Linked DNA regions of Sus scrofa: region 2 is linked to region 1. A link is a contact called in public HiChIP or PLAC-seq data. All regions are on one chromosome and are shown on one strand. The core of a region is the stretch at or near the end of the contact, and the rest is flanking DNA. Distances in the headings are between cores, read along the strand shown.

What was found. HiChIP or PLAC-seq counts read pairs in DNA pulled down with a chosen protein or histone mark.
Region 2: an H3K27ac HiChIP or PLAC-seq map of alveolar macrophages shows a contact between it and region 1. The contact joins the promoter of INTS6 here to the enhancer-like site in region 1. A contact is called at or near these places in 9 of 47 Hi-C or Micro-C datasets (blood, embryonic fibroblasts, heart right ventricle and 5 more) and 2 of 2 datasets of contacts at active chromatin or transcription factors (alveolar macrophages and skeletal muscle).

What each region holds. Positions count from the first base shown.
Region 1 is chr11:16,199,345-16,205,915 of Sscrofa11.1, forward strand. All of the region lies in intron 1 of WDFY2 (WD repeat and FYVE domain-containing protein 2), which reads right to left. Among named protein-coding and RNA genes, the nearest start is that of WDFY2, 70 kb to the right of the region's middle. Within about 2 kb of position 3,662, at least 28 of the 83 cell types and tissues checked have an H3K27ac peak or open chromatin away from gene starts, as enhancers often do. A contact at or near this core is called in alveolar macrophages, liver, mesenteric adipose tissue and 2 more, where this site is marked.
Region 2 is chr11:16,371,463-16,378,033 of Sscrofa11.1, forward strand. INTS6 (integrator complex subunit 6) reads left to right here and starts at 3,814. Exons shown (of 19, transcript XM_021065287.1): 1 at 3,814-4,615; 2 at 5,003-5,080; 3 at 5,893-6,042. The coding sequence starts at 4,505.

The DNA of each region.
Region 1 (6,571 bases), core at 2,412-4,911:
TTTTTTTTTTTTTTTGTCTTTCTGGGGCTGACCTGCGGCATATGGAGGTTCCCAGGCTAGGAGTTGAATTGCAGCTGCAGCTGCTGCCCTACACGGCAGCCACAGCAATTCCAGATCTGAGCCACATCTGTGATCTACACCACAGCTCATGGCAATGTTGGATCCTTAACCCACCGATCAAGGCCAGGGATAGAACCCACATCCTCGTAGATACTAGTCGGATTAGTTACCGCTGAACCACAGAGGGAACTCCACTCTTGAATATCTTAATCCTTGATATAAGGGATTTTACACTCTACAAAGGTGCCTTATAAATTGTTTATCCATTCCTGCAGCGTTTCTTTGCCATGTACTGAACATGTGCTAAGTGCCATGCTTTGTGCAGGAGCTCTCTATGGACAGACAAGGAAACATCGTGACAACGACACCTGATAAGAGCTGCAGGCTATTTTAGATTGATTTAAGGCCATGCAGGAAAGGTATCTGGTTCAGGAAGTGCTGACTCTGGAGCAATAATATTATCTGTTATTTATTTCTTTCATGGCACTGGCCAGAATCTTTTATTTGATCCACCTACTTGTAAGTGTGTTTATTATCTTGTCAAGGAACCAAAATAGAGTCAGCTCGCCCACCTGCAGTAAAACCAATCTACTGACCCGTAGCGTTTATTCCAAGGCGCCATACAAGGAGTCTGGGCGAGCCAGTGCCCCAAACGCTAGAACTTCCAGATGGGTTTCAGGATAGTGTTTTTAAGGGCCAGAGAAGGGGGAAGATCGCCAGATAGGGCCCAATTCTCTGATTGGTTGATGGTGAGGCAACAGGGTGGTGTCACGGGGGCAACCAAGATCCTCAGGCTCCTATAGGCCTGGGGCTGTGTGCTCACGGTCATCAAAGAGTTAACATCCTCCATCTGGTGGGGGCTCACGTCTGCGAGTCAACTCAGAAAAGGTGCCTCAGATACTCTTACCTCCATATACCTCCATGCTTCAGAGACGAGCTAAAGCAGAGGATACAGGGGAGAGGCTGGTTCCAACAGGCCCCACAGGGTCCTGCACTAGCCAACAAGCATGAGGATTCTTTTCTTGCTCACTACTTTCTATCCAGAGCACACGAGGGCATGGATATGGTAAATATATGATAAATATTTGGTGGATGAAGAAAAGCAGGGAGGAAGAAATTTTCCTCTACCCTTCTAGGTTCTTCTGGCAGGTCTAAGGATTAAATTGACCTGAGACAGATTAGCAGAAGAAAAGCAAACAAAAGCTTAATAACAAGTACACAAGGGAGAGACCCAGGAAAACTCTCCAAAAAGGCTAGAGCCCTCATCCTAGACACCCTCCTTGGCCAAAGACAAAAGAGGAAGTGGAGGGTGGGAGAGTTGGCCAGGCTGAGTTGCCAGGAAGAGCACAGTAAACAGGGTAGGCTTGTGATGCAGACTGCAGTCCCTGCCTTCTCCAAGGATAAGCGTTTCCAGAGAGGTGGTCCCCTCCTCCTCCCTCTTCCCAGGGAGAGGCGCTTGCAAGTGGAGATTTCCCTCACAAAGGTATTTCTTACAGGAAGGTAACTCCTACCAGATTTTCAGTTTTTCCCCTGTCTACTGTTTCCTTAGGAAATAACCAGCTTAACACTAAAATGCCAGGAATTCCCTTTGCGGCTCTGTGGTAACAAATCCCACTAGTATCCATGAGGATGCAGGTTCGATCCCTGGCCTCGCTCAGTTAGGGATCTGGCGTTGCTGTGAGCTGGGGTGTAGGTTGCAGATGCGGCTTGGATCCTGCGTTGCTGTGGCTGTGGTGTAGACCCCTAGCCTGGGAACTTCCACATGCCACACATGTGGCCCTAAAAAGCAAATAATAATAATAATATGCCAAAGAGACATACTTTGGGGAGGCAAATACTGCTCCCTAGAAGTGTTAGGCCGAGGCGGCAAAGACTGCTGCTTGTCTACACCAGATTCACGGCTCTTCTTCCTCAGCGGCATTTATACTGATCTGAGAGAGGTGGGCAAGGCACAAAGGCTGGTGGGGAAGACAAGACTTCAGGCTAGACCACATGCTTCGCAGAGTGTATGCGCTAGAGATGCTATGATAAACGAACAAAGAAGAAGTCTACTGGGCTTTCCAGGGGACGGTTTAGCCCAAAGAGTCCCCACCATGGCTTCCAACAAGCCCACAGGGTAGGTAGGATGGTTAATGTGACCTTACAGATGAGGCTTCTGAAGCACAGAGGCCAGGCCGCACCCGGCCACAGTGTGAGGCCTGAGGCCGTGTGCACTTCCTCAGCCACGACACCCCGCAGAACTGCTCCCTGATACGGCAGGTGAGGAAGGGAGGAAAATACGGTGAGTTTCATTTCATCGCACTGGGTTTAAAATGACGACAGATCATCTGAGCAGCTTGTCACAGGAGGGTTAGATAAAGGCAGCACTGCGCTTTGGGCACCAAGCTTGTCCCACTCTCATACCATTAGCTGAACCCATGGTCTTCCAGATGCATGAGTTACTTTTAAATATATTTTAAAAACATGGTGTGTACATACACATATGTATGTGTTCGTAAATGCATATATGAACGCATACACTTTTTTTAAAAAGAAAAGTGTTCCTAAAAATCCTGGTTTAAAAGAACACATATCAACACACTTAGTAGAGATTTGTTTCAAGATTTTTTTTTAAATAGGTAGCAGGATAATATTAGTTTTAATTTTAATAATAGTACCACACATTTCTACAGCAATAACAGCCTCCAAAACACCGTGCGTACACATTTAATGCTCACAAACCCCTATGAAATAGAAACCATCCTTTAGAGATGAAAATGCAAGGCCCAGAGAGCTTAAGCGATGTGTCAGGAACTAGTGAGTGGATGCAGTTATTTTAGATTCCGTGCTCTCTTCACTAAATATACTGCTTTCCTTACACCAACATGTATCTGGCAATTGATATACTTAACAATCTAGAAATAAAATGCTGGGAGTTCCTGCTGTGGCAGCATAGGTTGAGGATCCTTAACCCACTGATTGAGGCCAGGGATAGAACCCACATCCTCACAGATACTAGTCAGGTTTGTTTCCATTAAGCCACAATGGGAACTCTGAAAAAATATAAAACATTTTCCAAAAAATGCTATGAAAGTATCTGTTCTCTTATATTCACAGGTGTAATAGCAGTTTAAAAAAAAAAAAATACTGCGTCCTAGAGCTCAAAAGTACATTTTCAATGGCTAAGAATGTCTTAGATAAATGTAAATTCCACTATGAAAAGAAAAGTTAGTACTCATTTCCCCACAAATTATATTTTAAAAGCCCCACAACAAGCTTTTTATAGTAAGTGAAAACTTTTTTTTTTTTTTTTTGGGCTGCACTCATGGCATGAGGAAGTTCCTGGGCCAGGGATTGAACCTGCACCACAGCTGTAACCCAAGCCACAGCACTGACTACGCCGAGTCCCTTAACCACTAGGCTACAAGGGAACAGTAGTAAAAACTTTCTTCCTAGGGGAAAAAAAAAAAAGAGAGAGAAAAAAAACAGCTGTGATTAGAGTCGGCGTTAAGCCAGCAGAGGTCAGTGTATTGGAGAAGAAAAAAAGCATGACGGTGCTGAAATGTACACACAGAACCCGACGCAGCGCTGCACTGCCCAGCTTGCCACCTCCTGTTTGCCTCTCCCCCTGCCTTTTCCTCTCCCCCAAGTTCTTAAGCATCAGGCAGAAGCTGACACAGGGGAGAGGCAATGCTCATCTTAAAATCAGTAAGACAAGGGGCCTCCAGGGGGCCTCAGTCAGTCCAGCAGCTGAGCTACTTTGAAAATAGCATAGTCTTATCTATGTCAGACATAGCTGACCACATTTCAACAAATAAAAATTACACTTAAATATTAGCCTTAAATATTACTCCTTATGCCTAAAAAAGTGCTTTTAAGGTTAAAATAGATGTTAGATAAACTGCAGCATTTATCAAAACTCCCCTATCATCAGAGTTGGTTGGCTCCTTAACTGAGTTTGAAGTACAGCCAGAGGAAACCACATTTTATCATACTCGGCATCTGCCATGGGGCCAAACCCCACACCAGCTCCTAAACCGCTGTTCATCATTTATGATATATCAAAAGGATCGGTCCAAAATTCCTCCCTCCAGTTCTCTGATTAGACCTGCACAGCAGCCTCGTGCAGAAGGGCAGCAGCCCAGCTGCCCGAGAAATCTCAACACCGTGTGAGTGAGACAATGGAAGGAACTAGAAGTCCTTCATTTTACAGCTCCAGCATCCATTAGCCCTCTAAAGAAAAGAAAGGGAGTGGTGTTCCGTGCGGCCTCCCAGCCCACCCAAGACCCTCCAAAGAACCCAAGCCAGCGCCTGTCTAGGCTGCACCCGTAACCAGGACACGTGTGTCCTCCGCACAGGCAGCCTTCAGCCCAGCAGCCAACAGGGTCGCACAGAGGGGTCAATCAAGACGAGGAGCCAGACATGCCCTTTACGAGATCCCCCAAATTTTCATTGGTGTGACTCCCTTGTTTGGACCTGTGCTGAGACACACAGTGGCCGTACAGTTTAGTTAGACACAGCTGCTGAACTGCGTGTGCATGTGAGTCAGTGCATGGACACACTCATTTACACATATGGCCGAGCACCACACCAGGTCCACCCTCCCACAACCGCTCCAGGAACATACCCTGTGTTCTGGATTCCATCCTTAAGTCCATTCATACCAGCGGAAACTGGAACAACTTGGATTTTCGAAGCCTCTTAAAAATCTAGAAGTTAGGAACTCTGCCCCAAATCCCCACAAGGGCTTATGCATTCAATCACTGACTTGATCATTAATTCATTCAACAAACATTTACTAAACACCTACTGGGTACTAGTACGTGATAGGCACAAAAACAAAAAGCCATCTCGGCAAGGTAAGATCTACGTGAGGGAGAAGCCCACGCTGCTGCAGGAACCCCAGAGAGCATCTCACTCGGCCGATGGAGCCGGGTAAGGCGATGGCGGAGCAAACTTCCCAGAGATGATGCTGTTGGAAACGCAGGATGAGGGCGCATGTGCCAGAGGACAGGGTGAGAGGGTGGGGCACGTTCCTGGGAGGAGGTGGGGAGCAGGAGGCAGCAGCAGGGGGCGAGGGGGCAGCAATGAGAAAGCGGCCTGGACAAAGACGCAGGCAGGAGGCCACTGAGGGCTTCACGTGTCCCGCCAAAGAGTCTGGGTTTTACAGAGGATGACGGCTGCTGGAGGATAAGCAGCCGGTCATAGCATCCTAGTATTTTTGTGTGTTTGAGGGAAGCCTGGAAGAAGCCTGGTTACCCTGAAGTAACCAGTTAGAAGGATGTGGGCACTAAACCAGGCAAAATAGGATGAGGCCCCAGAAGAGAGAAGAGGCCAAATTTCTGAGCATTTAGGAAGGAGAAGCCTGGTGCACAGGAACAGTGGTGCCATTCATCAATACGCGATTTTTGTGGAAGGCACTAGTGACTTCGTCTTGAACGTGCTGCACTTGGAGACTGAATTAGGGCTGTCGAGGAGGGAACCAACTGCCTGCCTGCTTGGACTCCAAGGGCAAGACCTACCCGAAAACTAAGATCTGGGAGTCACCAGCACATAAGCAAGAGACTGAAGTCACTGGTGAAGAAGGAAAGAGAGCTAAAGACAAACCCCTGAATAAGACCAAAAGTTAGGGGGTGTAGAACGGAAAAGATCTGCGAAGACCTTAGTATGGGCCACCAGGGAAGCAGAAGAAAAACCCTTTACTTCGCAGCCCCAGCACATGTCCTCATTTTGGGTACAGAAAATTAAGGTCACCATAAACATACCTAAGAACGGAACCAAATTCACAGTGAGAACGTGCCCACAATAAAAAAAACTATCTATATAGGTCACTTTTCTGAGGGAAGAGGGAAGACTGGGGGTGGTAACAAACAGGAGACCACAGGTTGCTAAGCTACTGAGTAAAATAAGACGGGGCGTCTACTCATGTCGAAATCCAGGCTTTTAAAAATGTGCCCTAGAATGATGCAACCTTCATTAGTTACCATAGCGATGAGCTTCATTTCCCAGGGGACAATTGTTATTTTTGCCACCACTGAAGGAACTTGGGGGGAGGTGGGAGGGGAGAGTGAATCCCACTGTGATGTGAAGACCCTGGATTTGCAAGGAATACTTTTCTAATAGACGGCACATGACAATCTCAATTCGAACGCAAGTCAGTTCCTGGCAATCTACAAACTAAGAAAAACTTTTGAGCAAGGGGATGTCCGTCAAAGTCTTTTTGTAGTTTTTACAGCTTTCAAGGGAAAAAAAAAAGTGCCTCTAGTACAGAGAATATTGTGGAAATTCCTAGATACCAGAGTTGATTTTCGTCTATGATTCTCTGTAGTAAGAACGACGAGATTCTCGTTATATGCAGTCAGATCACATGTAGTAAATAAACGAAACCCAATCTTCTGCAAAACGCTGTATCTCTGTCTTGAGAGTTTTTCCAGGCAAAGACAGAGGCTGCAGTGTGGTGTGAAGGAAGGCGGCTGGGGTGTCAGAGCCGGGGGCTCAAGCTGGGAGCTCTCCAGCTCCGAGACCACACTGC
Region 2 (6,571 bases), core at 2,564-5,063, 170 kb after region 1:
CTTCCCAGAAAAAATTTCCCTAGACTGCAACAGTACAGGGCTTAGCACACACTTCTCCAACTAGTTTTTCCTCCAGCATTGCAAGAGCTCAGTTTCTTCAGTTGAGTCTGATGAAACAGTTGGCTTGCATTTGGGGGCCATGTTTTAGAAACATAAGCCTGCATGTAACCAGAAATCTTTCTGGAATCACATTCTAGAATTAGAGAGACTGAGTGAAGAAGAGATTCGTGTTTCCCATCTTGTGCTTCCTGCAAGGCCTCAGCTCACGGAGGGGAACAGTGGGAGTCTCTGGCATTATTTAGCTTTCTCTTTTTCTTTTTGTCAGACATAGTGGAATTCAAGCTATCCATGTAAGCATATGACTGGTGTCACATTTATAGTTTTTTCCCCCCTCTAGTTTGCAGATTTATTTTGGGAGTTCTTGAAAGAAATGTAGTAATTCTAGGGTAGGTAAATTTTTAAATTATGTCTTGAGTACTACTGGATGCTAGACAAATTTTTCTCATACTCTGAGCATATAGGTTTTTTTTTTTTTTTTTTTCCCCTCTTTTGCTTTTTAGGGGCACAGGTGCAGCATATGATAGTTCCCAGGCTAGAGGTCGACAGGGAGCTACAGCTGCTGGCCTACGCCAGTCACAGCAAAGCTGGATCTGAGCCACATCTGTGATCTACACCACAGCTCACAGCAATGCCAGATCCTCAACCCACTGAGTGAGGCCAGAGATTGAACCTGTATCTTCATGGATACTAGTCGGGTTTGTTTCTACTGAGGCCCAATGGGAACTACTGAGCATATTGTTCTTAATCAGCATTATTTAAGATTCTCCTGCACTTAAAAAAAAAAAAAATGAGATGTCTAGGGCCCATCTCAGTTCTACTGTGTCACTTTCCTCTGGGTTTGGGGATTATTATTTTTAAGCTCTATTGGTAAAGCTGATGGTCACCTCCTGGCCCAAAACCACTGCTTTAAGCCATCAACTAATAGCTTAATTGTCAACCAGAGTCACTAAGAATAAACTTGGCCTATTTCACAATTTTTGTCTAGGGACCACTTGTCAATGCTTCCTGGTTTCTGATTGCCTCTTGGATTTGCTGCATATATATGTCCTGATTTCTTTCCTGTTCTGTCTTGGGGGCTTTGCCTTTGAGCCTTTCTGAGCTCTGAATTGCAAACTTGGCCTTTGATCTCAGGTGCCATCCTAAGCATAGGATCGGGTTATATGCGCCACGTTGGTTCCTTGGACTTGGTTCTCCTCATCTTTGCATCTAATCCTGGCTGTACCATACACCTCCATTTTTGACTTAGGGCCACAATCTGCCAGTTCCACGGAGTCAGGGAAGAATGACCATGATGGCTCCATTGGAAATGATTTCAAATCTCTGCAATAGGTAAGGTCATTATTAATGCATGCTCATCTACTTCATTCGTCTAGTTTGATTCCCTTCCAACACTGCTTTGTACTCAGCACTGTAACTAAAAACTCTAATTTATATGGAATAAAGGCCCTCTACCATCTAGACCTGACTTTCTGGATCTTATTCTATTCTTCATGTACCTGGTGCTCCAGCCTAGCTGAACTTGATTGTTCCCCAGGAAGCCATTAGCCATGCTGTGCTAACTTCCTTTCTTTACTACATTTTCAATGTCTAGAAGGATTTTTAAATAGCAGCTTCTTTTCCTTTACCCACAAATCCAAATCCTACCAGTCTTTTAAAGCAGTGTTTCTCAAACCTGTAACATAAAAGAAATTCTTACAATTCTAGAGAATATATTTTCTGACAGGCAAGGGTCTAGAGACCACAGTTTGAAAAGCACTGATAGATGAAGCTAGAGAAACCTGAAGACCAATTCTATGAAAATCTCTTTCAGTTGCAAATTATCACTTTTTTTTTTTTTTTTTTTTTTGGCAGTGCCCCTGGCACGCACAGGTTCCCAGGCCAGGGATCAAACCCTGTGCTGCAGCTATAACCAGAGCTATAGCAGTGACTCTGGGTCCTTAACCCATTGAGCCATGAGGGAATGCTGCAAACTATCACTTTTAAGAGTATTTTTCTTTATAAATAATAAAACAATTTGTACGTTGTCATTAAAGTGAAAACTAAAATTTTAGGTATCAAAGAACTCTAATTGTTATCTCCAGGTCTAGGATCCCAGTTTGAGAAACACTTCTGTAAGGCACCACTTAAACACACTGACCCTGGAAAATGTTCTTTCATTACTCCAGGGAAATAAAATTTCCTCTTTTCTGAATTATTTAGTATCTAATCACTTTCTGCCCTGGAGTAGCTAATAACATGTAGGCAATATTTTTTTTCTAGAAAAACCATAAGCTCTTTGAAGGCAGGAACAATACTTTAATCATTTTTTAACTCCACCAGTCCTTAGCAAATATTGGATATAAGGTCTGTATTCCATCTTATTTCATAGTCCAAATCTCTTAAAAAGGTTTCACTCTTCTGTGGTACACATGCACAGAACAAACCCTACTATATTACGGAAATAGCTCTACTATAAATTTTAAAAAGTTCAGAAGTTGTCTTAAATATTAGGGAAAGTCCAAGTTATAAAATTCAAAAATTTTAAAAGTGCCACAAAATATGTCTGCTCTGTGTTCATAGTAACAGGAACAATTTTTTTGAATGACTAGTAGGTAAATAATTAAAATTTCAGGATAAACAAAAAAATCAAAATGCAAGGTTAGTAGGAGAGGCCTTCTTAATTTCTACATGGTATTATAAAGATCATATGTCCCTAATTCAACTTTTATTGAATGTCCTCAAGTTTTCAACAAGTATATTTGAGGAAACTTCCTCGGACACTTTGGCGAGGATTCATTAAGTCATCAGGAATGCTAACAGGGGCTGGTTTTTACAGAGAAAAGTCTTCTCTCATGTAGTATTTAGATGAGTCTGAGATAGCACATAGTGAAAGCAAAGAGCACTGGAGGAATCCACTCTGTGTGTCACCTAGGCAAGCTGAAGTCAGTTCATTTAAAAATAAGTAATGGATTATGGTTTACTAAGGTCTCTTTTAGATGGCCCTAAGTAAAAATGGCTTGAGAGAGGTTATTTCTTTGGGCAGGACGGTTTATTTTTCCCCGAGTATAAAAAGGGCAATAAACTCTGTATCGATATTTGAGTCTTCCTACCGCCTGCCCTTTTTAGGGCTGAGTTAAGAAAAAACGGGTTGTTCCCTTTTTGGTGGGTCCTTCTACAAGAGGGCTCCTGGCCAGGTCCGGCCCCCACCCTCGATAACTGCCCAAGGCCAAGCGACACTGGGGGCGAAGCTGGCCCCACGTCCCCACTCCCCAGTGGGAGCGGTGTGACTTGCGAAGGAGATTAGTCCCTGGTCATAAACAACCTCTCACTTCCCCTCCCCCGCCCCGGGCCCGCCCGCGCTGGGGCCGGCCCTCCGAGGCCCATGGAACCTCCTCCGACGACCGCGGGCCTGCTCCCGACTCCTAACCAGGCGTTTGATTGCTTTACTCATCCCCTCCTCATTCGCGCACCCGGGAAGGGGCTCGCTACAGCGACCTCCAGATGGGCGCTCAGACCAGTCTCCATCTCCCTTTCCCCGACCCCTATCACCTCCAACAGCCAAGGAGAGGCCGCCAGCCCTGATGCGCAGACGCACAGCGGCAGCCGCCTAGAGCGCGCTGACGCGGCCCCCGCCCTGATCCCGCGGTCCTTCCGCGGTCCATCCCCGCCCCTTCCCGGAGCCCGCCTCCGCGTCACCGGCCCTCCTGCTCGCCTCTCGCGCTCGCTCTCGCGCGCACCCGACGCCCCGCCTCCGCGCGTGCTCCGTAACTGTTCCCGGAGCCGGCCTCCAAGCTTCCCCCGCCCCTGGGCTGTTTGAATATGCTAATAAGAAGCTAGGGACCAGCCAATAGAACAGTGGGGCGGTGCATCACGTGGCTCGAGGACGTGTCAGAAGGCGGAGCTTCTGCAGCCCCTGCCCGAGTTAAAACCGGAGTGTGAGAGAGAAAAGCGCTTCAGTAGCGAGAGGGGCTGAGAAAGTGGTGACACCGCCGGGGTGCGGAGGGAGTCCCTGAAACTTCTCCCAACAGCCCCAGGGCCAATCTCCCCTCAGCCCACTCCCCTCGTCGCCAGCTCCCAGGTCCCCACTCCCTGCACCGGGGGTGGGGTAGGGAGCCAGGCCCGTCTCCCGCTGGGACACACACAGGGGCCGGGAGCGGGGACGGGACCCCCGAGGCGGGGGGGACGCACCGACAGACAGACGGCCGGGCGCCCGCCCCTGCGGGCAGGCAGGCAGGAGGAGGCGGAGGCGGGGGTACGAAGGGGAGGACTGGGTCTGGGGAGTTTCCTCTCAACTATCGGGGGAGAAACTCCCCGCAGCCGGAGGAAAGACCCAGACGGTGTTTTCCTCCCGGGGGCCGCGCTCCCCCGCCCCGCGTAGCGGCGGTCGCCGCCGCCGCCACCGGCGCCTCCACCTCTATCATCTCTTTCTCCACCACCTCGGGCCCCGGTGTCCCCGGCCAGCACTATGCCCATCTTACTGTTCCTGATAGACACGTCTGCCTCTATGAACCAGCGCAGCCATCTGGGCACCACCTACCTGGACACGGCCAAAGGCGCGGTAGAGACCTTCATGAAGGTACCGACTGACCGAGCCCGGGCGGCGACCCCGGCCCGGCGGCCCGCGGGCGGCAGGGGTGGGGGAGGGCGGCCGGGGGCGGCGAGGCGGAGGTGTCGGGGACCTGACTGCGGGAGCTGCCGGGCTCGGGGACCCCCTCCCCCACCGCGCGGGCGGGCGGGCAGGCGCTGCGAGCCGGGCTCGGCCCGGGCCCGGGCTCCGGCCCCGGGCGGTGTGTGGGGGCCGATCTGTGTGTGTAGGGCGGCGTGGAGGGGTGGCCGCGGCGTGTGCGGTACTGTGGGGGGCGGCGGGGCCGCTGGCTCCCCTTCTCCGCCTGGTAACCTCGCCTCTGTGCTTCTCTCTCGCCCGCCCTGTTCCACCTCCCGTCCCCCACCCGCTCTCCCGCAGCTCCGTGCCCGGGACCCTGCCAGCAGAGGAGACAGGTATATGCTGGTCACTTTCGAAGAGCCGCCCTATGCTATCAAGGTAACAGCCCTCGCCCTCCCCCTTCCCTTCCCTGTTCCTTCCTCTCTCGCCCTCCCCGCCCCCCCATTCACCCTTCATTATGCTCCCCTCCCCCACCCGCTGTGCTCCAGGCGCTGAGGTCCTTTCCCCTGCGGGCTCCCACCCCCTCCCCCGCTCCGGAGCGTCCTGGCGCGGCGCGGAGTCGCCGGGCCACCGCCGTCCCCTCCCCAGCCCGACCCAGCGGCGGCGGCGGCGGCGGCGGCGGCGGCGCTGCGATCAACATGGCCGACATTTCCCCTCCGCGGCGTGAGCGGCAGCAATGAACTGTGGGGGATATTTATTCAAGTTAGCCCGAGTGACAGCCGGGCCCGGCAGCGCCGAGCCCGGGTTTGCATTAAAGGGGAATCGGCCCGAGGCTCGGGCGGGCCGGCGGGGCGGGGGCGGGGGGCTGCGGGACCGGGTGTCCGGATTCTCCCCGAGAGGGCCTCGGGCGGGTGGGACAGCTCTAGGGGAACTTCAGAAGTCCCGCTCACTTTTGCTTTCCACCAGTACCTTCGCTTCCCCGAGTATTGGGTATTAGGTTGGGGAGTACATTTCCTGGGGAAGTTACAAACTATGAAGACTGGTAGCGAGGGAAAGCTGTAGAGCCAGCAGGTTTATTCTTGGCCACCTTTGGAAGAGACTTTCCTCGGCACTGATACGGTATTGACACGTTACCCAAAACCATACAGTACAGTGGAGCAGCTACTTGGTGAACGGCAGATTGTAACGGCCGTCCATGTATACAGGGCTTAAAAGATGGGAAAAAAAAATTCTTACATTTTTCTTTTCAGGCCGGATGGAAAGAAAACCATGCAACGTTTATGAATGAACTGAAAAACCTTCAGGCTGAAGGACTTACGACTCTTGGCCAATCCCTAAGGACAGCTTTTGATTTATTAAATTTAAATAGATTAGTAACTGGCATAGACAACTATGGGCAGGTAGGTTGTATATTAAGGTGGAAAAACAGTTGATTTTTAAAAGATTTTTTTTGGTTGGAAAAGCAATCCAGTCCAAAAAGTATAAAACATGAAATACAACTCTAAAACATTTCAGATTAAAATACAATATGTACATTATACAAAAGTGAAACTGATTACACCTTATGGTTTTATAGCCCTCACTTTTTTTTCCTTTTCTTAAAATGTGTTGTATTCAGGGTTTGAGCCTGAATTCTTTGCTATAAAGTTAGACATGAATTTAGTGTTAATCCCTCGAAGTTCACTCAGGAAACAACAGGGAAAACATCCTGCCTCACCACACTCAGTGACTCTGATAGTCTACCCACAGGCGCTTGTGCAATGACTTACAGACACTAGTTGATGAGTGGTCTTAAAATGTTAGAGGAAATTATTCTATTTGTTGTATCAGAGTTTAATTTAACCATACTGTATAATGAGGTTCTGAAAAGTAAAACAGTTTTCATTGGGATGCAATAACTGGCTGAGACCATTAGGATTTCTCGGTTTT